Linked DNA regions of Xenopus laevis: region 1 is linked to region 2. A link is a contact called in public Hi-C data. All regions are on one chromosome and are shown on one strand. Each heading gives the region's core, a stretch centred on a gene start, on an enhancer-like site or on the middle of the called end of the contact. The rest is flanking DNA. Distances are from core to core; before and after follow the strand shown.

Region 1 (3,530 bases), core at 108-2,607, 150 kb after region 2:
TCTGTCATTGCCTAAAACAGATTAAAAGCACATGGGGGGGGGGGGGGTTTGGGAGCCTGGAAGAAATTGAAATCTATCTGCCGGAGAGAAAAAATGGGCACATGCGGAATGTCTTACTGGGACTTGTCTGGTTTCAGTTCAGGATTTTTTTTAAAAATAAAAACAATAATGAGTAATAGCAAAACTCAGCAGCACACTAGGTACAAGTATGAAGTTACTCTCAGCATGCATGAATATTTCAGCTATGCAGCATTCCTTCCTTTTCAGGAAGCCTCTGACTGCCAGCTCTTTGGGTAAGAACAGCATGCTATTCAAGGGGCCCTGGCTGTACATTAACATTGCACCCTTTGAGGGCCTTAGCTTGACCTACATTCATAGAAACCAGAACAAAACCAACTGACAGGAGAGCATTATGTGATGATTCTATGCACAGTATTAATATTACTGTTATTAAATCATAAAAATGACATGGTTTAGTATTATAGTAGCTAAAAGGTTGAAAGGGGAATTAAGGCCATTGAGATTTATATCTATATTCATGTAATATTTATAAATCACAGAAAGAGGCGACATTTTTGATACACATAATACTAAACAGTCCCAATATTACCCTTTTTCTTCTACAGATGTCAGAGAATTTCTACGGATTGCAATTATTAAAAAAAAATATTTCCAAAGAAACAAACAAATTGAAATGCTGTGAATATGTCACTGTATGTCCTTTTTATTACCCTGTATGTGATGGGGCCCCTCCCCCAAGAAAGATATACTATTATTACTAGGGAAGGGTAAATATATGTTATGAAACACACATGAAGTACTATGAAGTTATTACTGACTGTACATGAAGAATTGAGCATTTCTGAGCTGGAGCCTTGAAGTGCATGAATTAGCCCTGACATAACAATGGATGGTTCCATCATGTTAAAGTCCCAGCCCTGCTGTAGTAGAAAACCTGCAATTCCAAACCCCAGAGAAAGCCCCCCTTACCTTGTGCTGTGTATCCCCATAAGGCAGCCTCCAGCAGGGCGACCGTGAGTAGGAAGGTGCAGGGGTGCCTGGCTGCGTGCATTCCTCTGGATGTGCAGAGCCAATAAATCATTTATCCGTAGGCTCGGGATGCAGGGTCCTTCCACTCCCCGGGATGTACCTCTCGCCTGCTCGCTTTGGGGGTGCCTCGGAGCGTTCCCGGTCCCTCAGGCTGCGAGCTCCACTCTACCTCTGCCTTTCTGATGGAGTTAATGGAGCCAAACTTTTTTTTCTCCTTTCCGGAGGGCTTTGAAAGGTAGGAGCTGGCTTTACTCTCTGCCTCCCTCTCTCAACTTTCTCAACCACCCCCCTTTCGCTTGTCACTTTTCCAAAATCAGTACCGACACAAACTAAAGCGCTTCAGACCGAGCCAAGTGTCACTTGCAGGGGACGCAGCGCCACCTGCTGGAACTTGCGAATTATTTTCTTGTCAGGTTTTTCCGCCCCAGGCTATTTATTCTTCCTGTTTGCTTTATCGCTGGCTCGCTGCGACACACATATCATTTCAAAAGTATATTTTCTTTTAGCTACTTTACTCGTACGAGTGTATATTTTATACTGTTACAGCTGGCAAAATAAATACACTGAAATGCAAAAACAGCGCTGTGCAGCGAACCAGTGGCCTTAAAGGAACAGTAACGTCAAAAAAATAAAAGGGTTTTAAAGGGTTTCTTTGTGGCTCCACCAACTCGTTTCTAATGGGTCAGGGTTGCAAAGTCAACTACAAAACTAGCCAAGAGGCACTTCAAAAGTTGCACAATATGTGCAGTGAAAAAAAAAGTCAAATAAATAAATGTATGTGAAAATATGCCTTTTTTTAATTTTCTCAAATATTTCCATGAAGCAAAATGGGACAGATTTGCCCGTAACCAGGGGTGTAACTACAGAGGGGGAGCCAGGAGGTATAATACATATACAATTACAATAAATATTGGTAAAACAGGTCAAGCTCTAGACATTTTGGTGGCAAGCTGATTTTTGCCCCAAAATTGTCTAAAATTAAGGAAAGTCACCAGATAATGTGAGAAAAGAGTGAAGGGAGACTCTGGTACAGACAGGGGTGCTTCGCCAATGAGGCGACTTGAGACTGTCGCCTCAAGCGACAGTCTCCCCACTAGGTACCAGGGGCAGCAAAAATGCCACTCCTGGTACTTTAAGAACCGAATTTCCGGTTTTCAAACCGGAAATTAGACTCTTCTAACGCAGAGAGCGCAGTTAGGCTCTCTGAGCTAGTGCACTGGTCCTCACTGCTGCCCTGGTGAACCCCCCCCCCAGACCCCCTCAGGCTTAAAAAGGTAGGCGCACAGGGGAGGGGGGCGGCACAACTGCTGCTGCCTTGGGCGGTGAAGGGGCCAGGATGCCCCTGGGTACAGAACCCAAAATCTGTTAACGCCCGACTTCTACACAAGTCAGTCCCATTGCATGCTTTGTATTGTAGCCTTACATTAAACTAAGCAGTTGGCAAATTGTTAAACAAAAACTACATCACCCAACATGCATTGGGAGACACAGGTTTGGCATATCAGGGCAAAAAAAACCCAAAAAACTTTGGCTGGTTTCCAAAGTACAAACCAGCCAAAGAACTAAAAAGTAGCCTAAATCAATATCTTGGCTAGTTTGTACTTTCAAAACTGGCCTGGGCTTTAAATTAGTAGTCCAATTTGGCTGGAAAACCGCCAACTTGGCAACCCTGTGATGGGTATTTAGTAGCTGCACAGTCATCAATACGTTTAATTAATATGTTTTGTAAAATGGTATTTGGAATTTGAACAAGTGAGCTGTCCCAGGTACAAGACCCCTTTACGTTAACTTTTAGTATGTTACAGAATGGCCATTGTAAGCAACTTTGCATTTGGTCTTCATTGTTTATTTTCTATAGTTTTTGAGTTATTTGCCTTCTTCTTGCTACTCTTTCCAGCTTTGAAATGGGAGCCACTGACCCCATCTAAAAAGCAAGTGCCCTCTAAGGCTACAAATGTAGTTACCTTTTATTACTGATCTTTCTATTCAGGCCTGTCCTATTCATATTTCAGTCTCTTATTCAAATCAGTGCATGGTTGCTAGGGTAATTTGGAGCCTAGGAACCAGATTGCTGAAATTGCAAACCGGAGAGCTGCTGAATAAAAAGCTAAATAACTCAAAAACGACAAATAATAAAAAATGAAAACCAATTGCAAATTGTCTCAGAATATCACCCTCTCTAACAAGTTTTAAAACAGTTATAAAAGTTAATTTAAAGGTGAACAGCAGAGGGGCATCTATTTACATTGTCCTGGAAGAACTGATATGTTGTACTTAGGAAGTATTTTTGTAGGTGTAAATTTGATATGTGCAGTGCCAGCATACAATTTTGTTTTATCAGATACAAACAGGGGCATAACTACAGATGAAGCAGACCCTGCCTTCCCAGGAGGCATAGGGGCCCCATGTCATGTGGCTTAAATAATACATATATTTTTTCTGAGATATCTGTGAAGGACAGTACTTACTTTCTTTCTTTC
Region 2 (3,440 bases), core at 510-3,009:
TTCTATAGCTATTCTGTATAATTCTGTATAATTCGACTAAACTACTTCTTCTCAATCTCGATTCCAGGTACAAAAAACATGGCACTAAAAAGGATGGACAATGTTCAGTGCTCAAGAACTAATATTCACAGGCTTCTCAGCTTGTGAAGGAATTCTGTGACGTACAGCAAGTTGTCTATTGCTGGTATAGAAGGTACACAGACTGGATGAGTTCATATTATACTGTATGTGCAAGTTCCATTTGCTGATTCTGATACACTTAGATAAATATCCATCGTATTCAGACATGTGTAATGGTGAAATTCCATTCAGGGAATAACACATCCACATATTATTAAAAATAAACTATATTCATGCCATACCTTAGGTTTGTAAGCATTTAACATGGACATTTCCACATTCTGCCCTCGCACATGTTTAGGTTGCCTTTGCACTGGTGGGGACGAAGCCTTCTGATTATTTCTGCAGATGCAAATGAAGAAAAAGAGCAGGGCAATAGCTAGGGGGATGGCAACACTCGGAACCAGTATATACAGGATTTCCATTTTGTTCTTTTCCTTTGAGTCCTTAGAGTCTGAAGTACAAAAATAAGAAGAAACAATTTACAACTAAGATAAATACATTTTACAGGCACTACTAGATTTAATAATAGTAAAAACCTGCTGAATACTTTGAGTTTTGTAGAGTTTTAACAGATAAGGTGGAAAATTCAATCAAGTCTCAAGTTCAGCTCATTTGCTACAATTATAATTTCATTAACGAGCTGAATTAAATTAAACCTCCCACCAGTGCTGACCGCATTTCAGTGCTGATCGCATAAAGCAACCAGATTTTTAGGATTATTGTGATAAAAGGTGCAAAGTCTGCTACAGGTCCTGTAACCCATAGCAACTATTAAACAGGGAGCGTTCACTAATCAGCTGTTGAAAAGCAAAGGCTTAATTTGGTTATGATTTACTAGACCTGGCAAACTTTGTACCGGTTAGGGGCCCTCAGCCCTGCCATAAACCATGGAAATCCCTCACCTAAAAATTACATTCTTTATAAAAGAGATATTTAATGGTAAATTATTCTCCATTTAGAAACCATCCAATTGCCATTATATACTGTACATTAATAAAAATAAAGTTGGTTAAGATGATTCACAAAGGGAGATTATACTCATAAAGCAAACTTTGTGTATTTTTTTATTATAAATTGGTAATATTATATGAACATACACTTTGTTTTCCCTTTAAAACTTTTACAATACATAGCCTCTTCTTTTTACTGTAGAGAAGGATAGCTAAACTAGTTAAGAATGATGGGAATTGTAGTTTCCTCTGAAATGTAAAGGGGAACATTGACTGGGCCTGTGGTAGGAATCTAAATGCAGAAAGTGCTGTGTAAGCTTTCATACAATAATGGTTAGAAAAACTGTATTATTATTGCCATACATGCTGGCCACGGGATCCCTTGATAGGAAATAGCAATTTATAGGCTCAATTACTGCCATAACTCAGGCCCTTCCGCAATTGTAGAAATGCTTTAGAGATGATATATCATAGAGGATATTTGCTTTCCCTGTAAATAGTTAGAGTGAAAATATTTGATGTAATTGCTTAAGTTGCCAAACAGATGCTGAAGCGGTAAAAGTTTGTCTTGTTGGGGGGAATTTCCTGTTTCAGATGCTGTGGCTTTGCTTTCAGGCTCGCAGTGTTCTCTAGCAGAGATCTCTTTTCATACACTACAAAGGCGCTCTGTGTTGAGCTGCACAGGAGTCACACAGCCCAGTATTGCTGAAAACATGAAACCATGCCCTTCGTTTCCCACAATGAAACATCCCCCCCATTTTGCCTTTATGCACCAATATGGAAATGGAAAATAAGAGAATGTTTACCGCAGGCTGGAATATCACAGAGCTCGTACTTGACATTTTCATCCAAGGTGAAGCACCAGGGGGCTTCTCTCTGATTCCCAGGGTTTCTGCAGTAAGAATGGCCTCCATTGAGTTCAGGGTAACGGATTGCATTGAATGTGTGAGTGTGGGGATGGTTGGAGTTCCACGGCTGGCACTGTCGGCCAGATTTTGTAGCACTCACCGTACCACGGTAATCTACTCCTGTGTTATTGTAGCACTTATGGTCTGAAAGGTGAACAAAAATGCATTTGTTACAGTAAATGCCTTTGTACAAGATGGAGACTTTGAAAACGAATACACTCTGAGCGATCTATGTGGTTTACAAGTAGAACATATCCTACAGAACATAACTTGAAAGAATTGAAGTATTCTTTCAACAGTGACAAAGCAATGCTCAGGAAAAATGGTCAGTTTTGCACTGCTTATTTTATAGACATCCTGGCATGATATTTACTATTTTAGCTTTAAAAAATGACTTTTCAGAGTAATGACAAACATTACCCAGAGCTTTTCCCACAACAAAAGGAGCAAATCAATCCACTTGTATTCTGTTAGTTCCATTAAGTGGACACAGAATGTTATCATGCTCTTATAGCTCATGTGATCCATAACTTCATACTTTCCAGCCAGTCACTAGAAAAGCTGTGCAATTACATCAATTACAGTTGAAGTCAAAATGATGTCACACATTTTTCACACTTAATTTGGGAGATGGGGGTTTAAACTGATACTGACTAACTGCATCATTGGATACCTAATGTTAAAATCAAATTGTAGGTATAGGAAGAAGTTATATGTAGTAGTTTTAAAAACTTTAGAACTGGAAAATGTGCACACAACTGGCACCATCTGTTATACTGCAAAATATGAACAACGGAGGATCTTGTAGGTTAGAATATGAAACGCAAGAGACATAGTCCATGTAGGAAGAAGGACGGAGCAGAAATGACGTTGCAGGTAAATATGACACGCTGGAAATGAAACAGGCTCAATAACAGAAATCCATTATGCAGAGCTGCAGAAGCCAACATGAGCCATAAAGTGTGAGTGTAATAATGTCTTAGTTGCATTTTGTGAGAGATCGAGTTGAATTTTGGACAGATTTTAGGAGTAAAAACATCTGGGTTTAGTTAATGATTAAGTGTAGGATATAAAGAGACTTGAAGCAAAGATGACAAAGACAGGAGGGTTGAGAGGTTAGACTTATAGCAATTTTGTTAATACAAGGGTTATTTGAGGTATGGAAGAAGAGCTTAAATTACTGTAACTACCGTTCTCAACAGGATTGCTTTTAAAAAATGGGCAGTCACTAACTTGTTGCTTGACAACTGTGTTGCCAATCAATAAATTAGCACTGTGAGCCAGTGGTCAAACAATTATTTACTAGAATTTATACCGATAGGGGATCCGTCATCTGGAAACCCGTTATCTGTAAAACTCAGAAATACAAGATTGCCGTCTCCCATAGACTTCATTTTAATCAAATAATTCAAAATTGTCAAAATGATTTTCTTTTTGTCTGTAATGACCAAACAATATC

The links. Hi-C and Micro-C count contacts between places; a contact is called where the count stands out from the background.
Region 1: a contact with region 2 is called in a Hi-C map of the XTC cell line, with 3 times the contacts expected there. The contact joins the promoter of LOC108714227 here to the enhancer-like site in region 2. A contact is called at or near these places in 2 of 4 Hi-C or Micro-C datasets (the XL177 cell line and the XTC cell line).

What each region holds. Positions count from the first base shown.
Region 1 is chr4L:79,627,508-79,631,037 of Xenopus_laevis_v10.1, forward strand. LOC108714227 (inactive tyrosine-protein kinase transmembrane receptor ROR1) reads right to left here and starts at 1,358. Exons shown (of 9, transcript XM_018258240.2): 1 at 991-1,358. The coding sequence starts at 1,102.
Region 2 is chr4L:79,477,627-79,481,066 of Xenopus_laevis_v10.1, forward strand. It overlaps LOC108714227 (inactive tyrosine-protein kinase transmembrane receptor ROR1), which reads right to left. Exons shown (of 9, transcript XM_018258240.2): 7 at 1,880-2,125; 8 at 363-574. Among protein-coding and RNA genes, the nearest start is that of ube2u.L, 23 kb to the left of the region's middle. Within about 2 kb of position 1,760, at least 1 of the 7 cell types and tissues checked has an H3K27ac peak or open chromatin away from gene starts, as enhancers often do.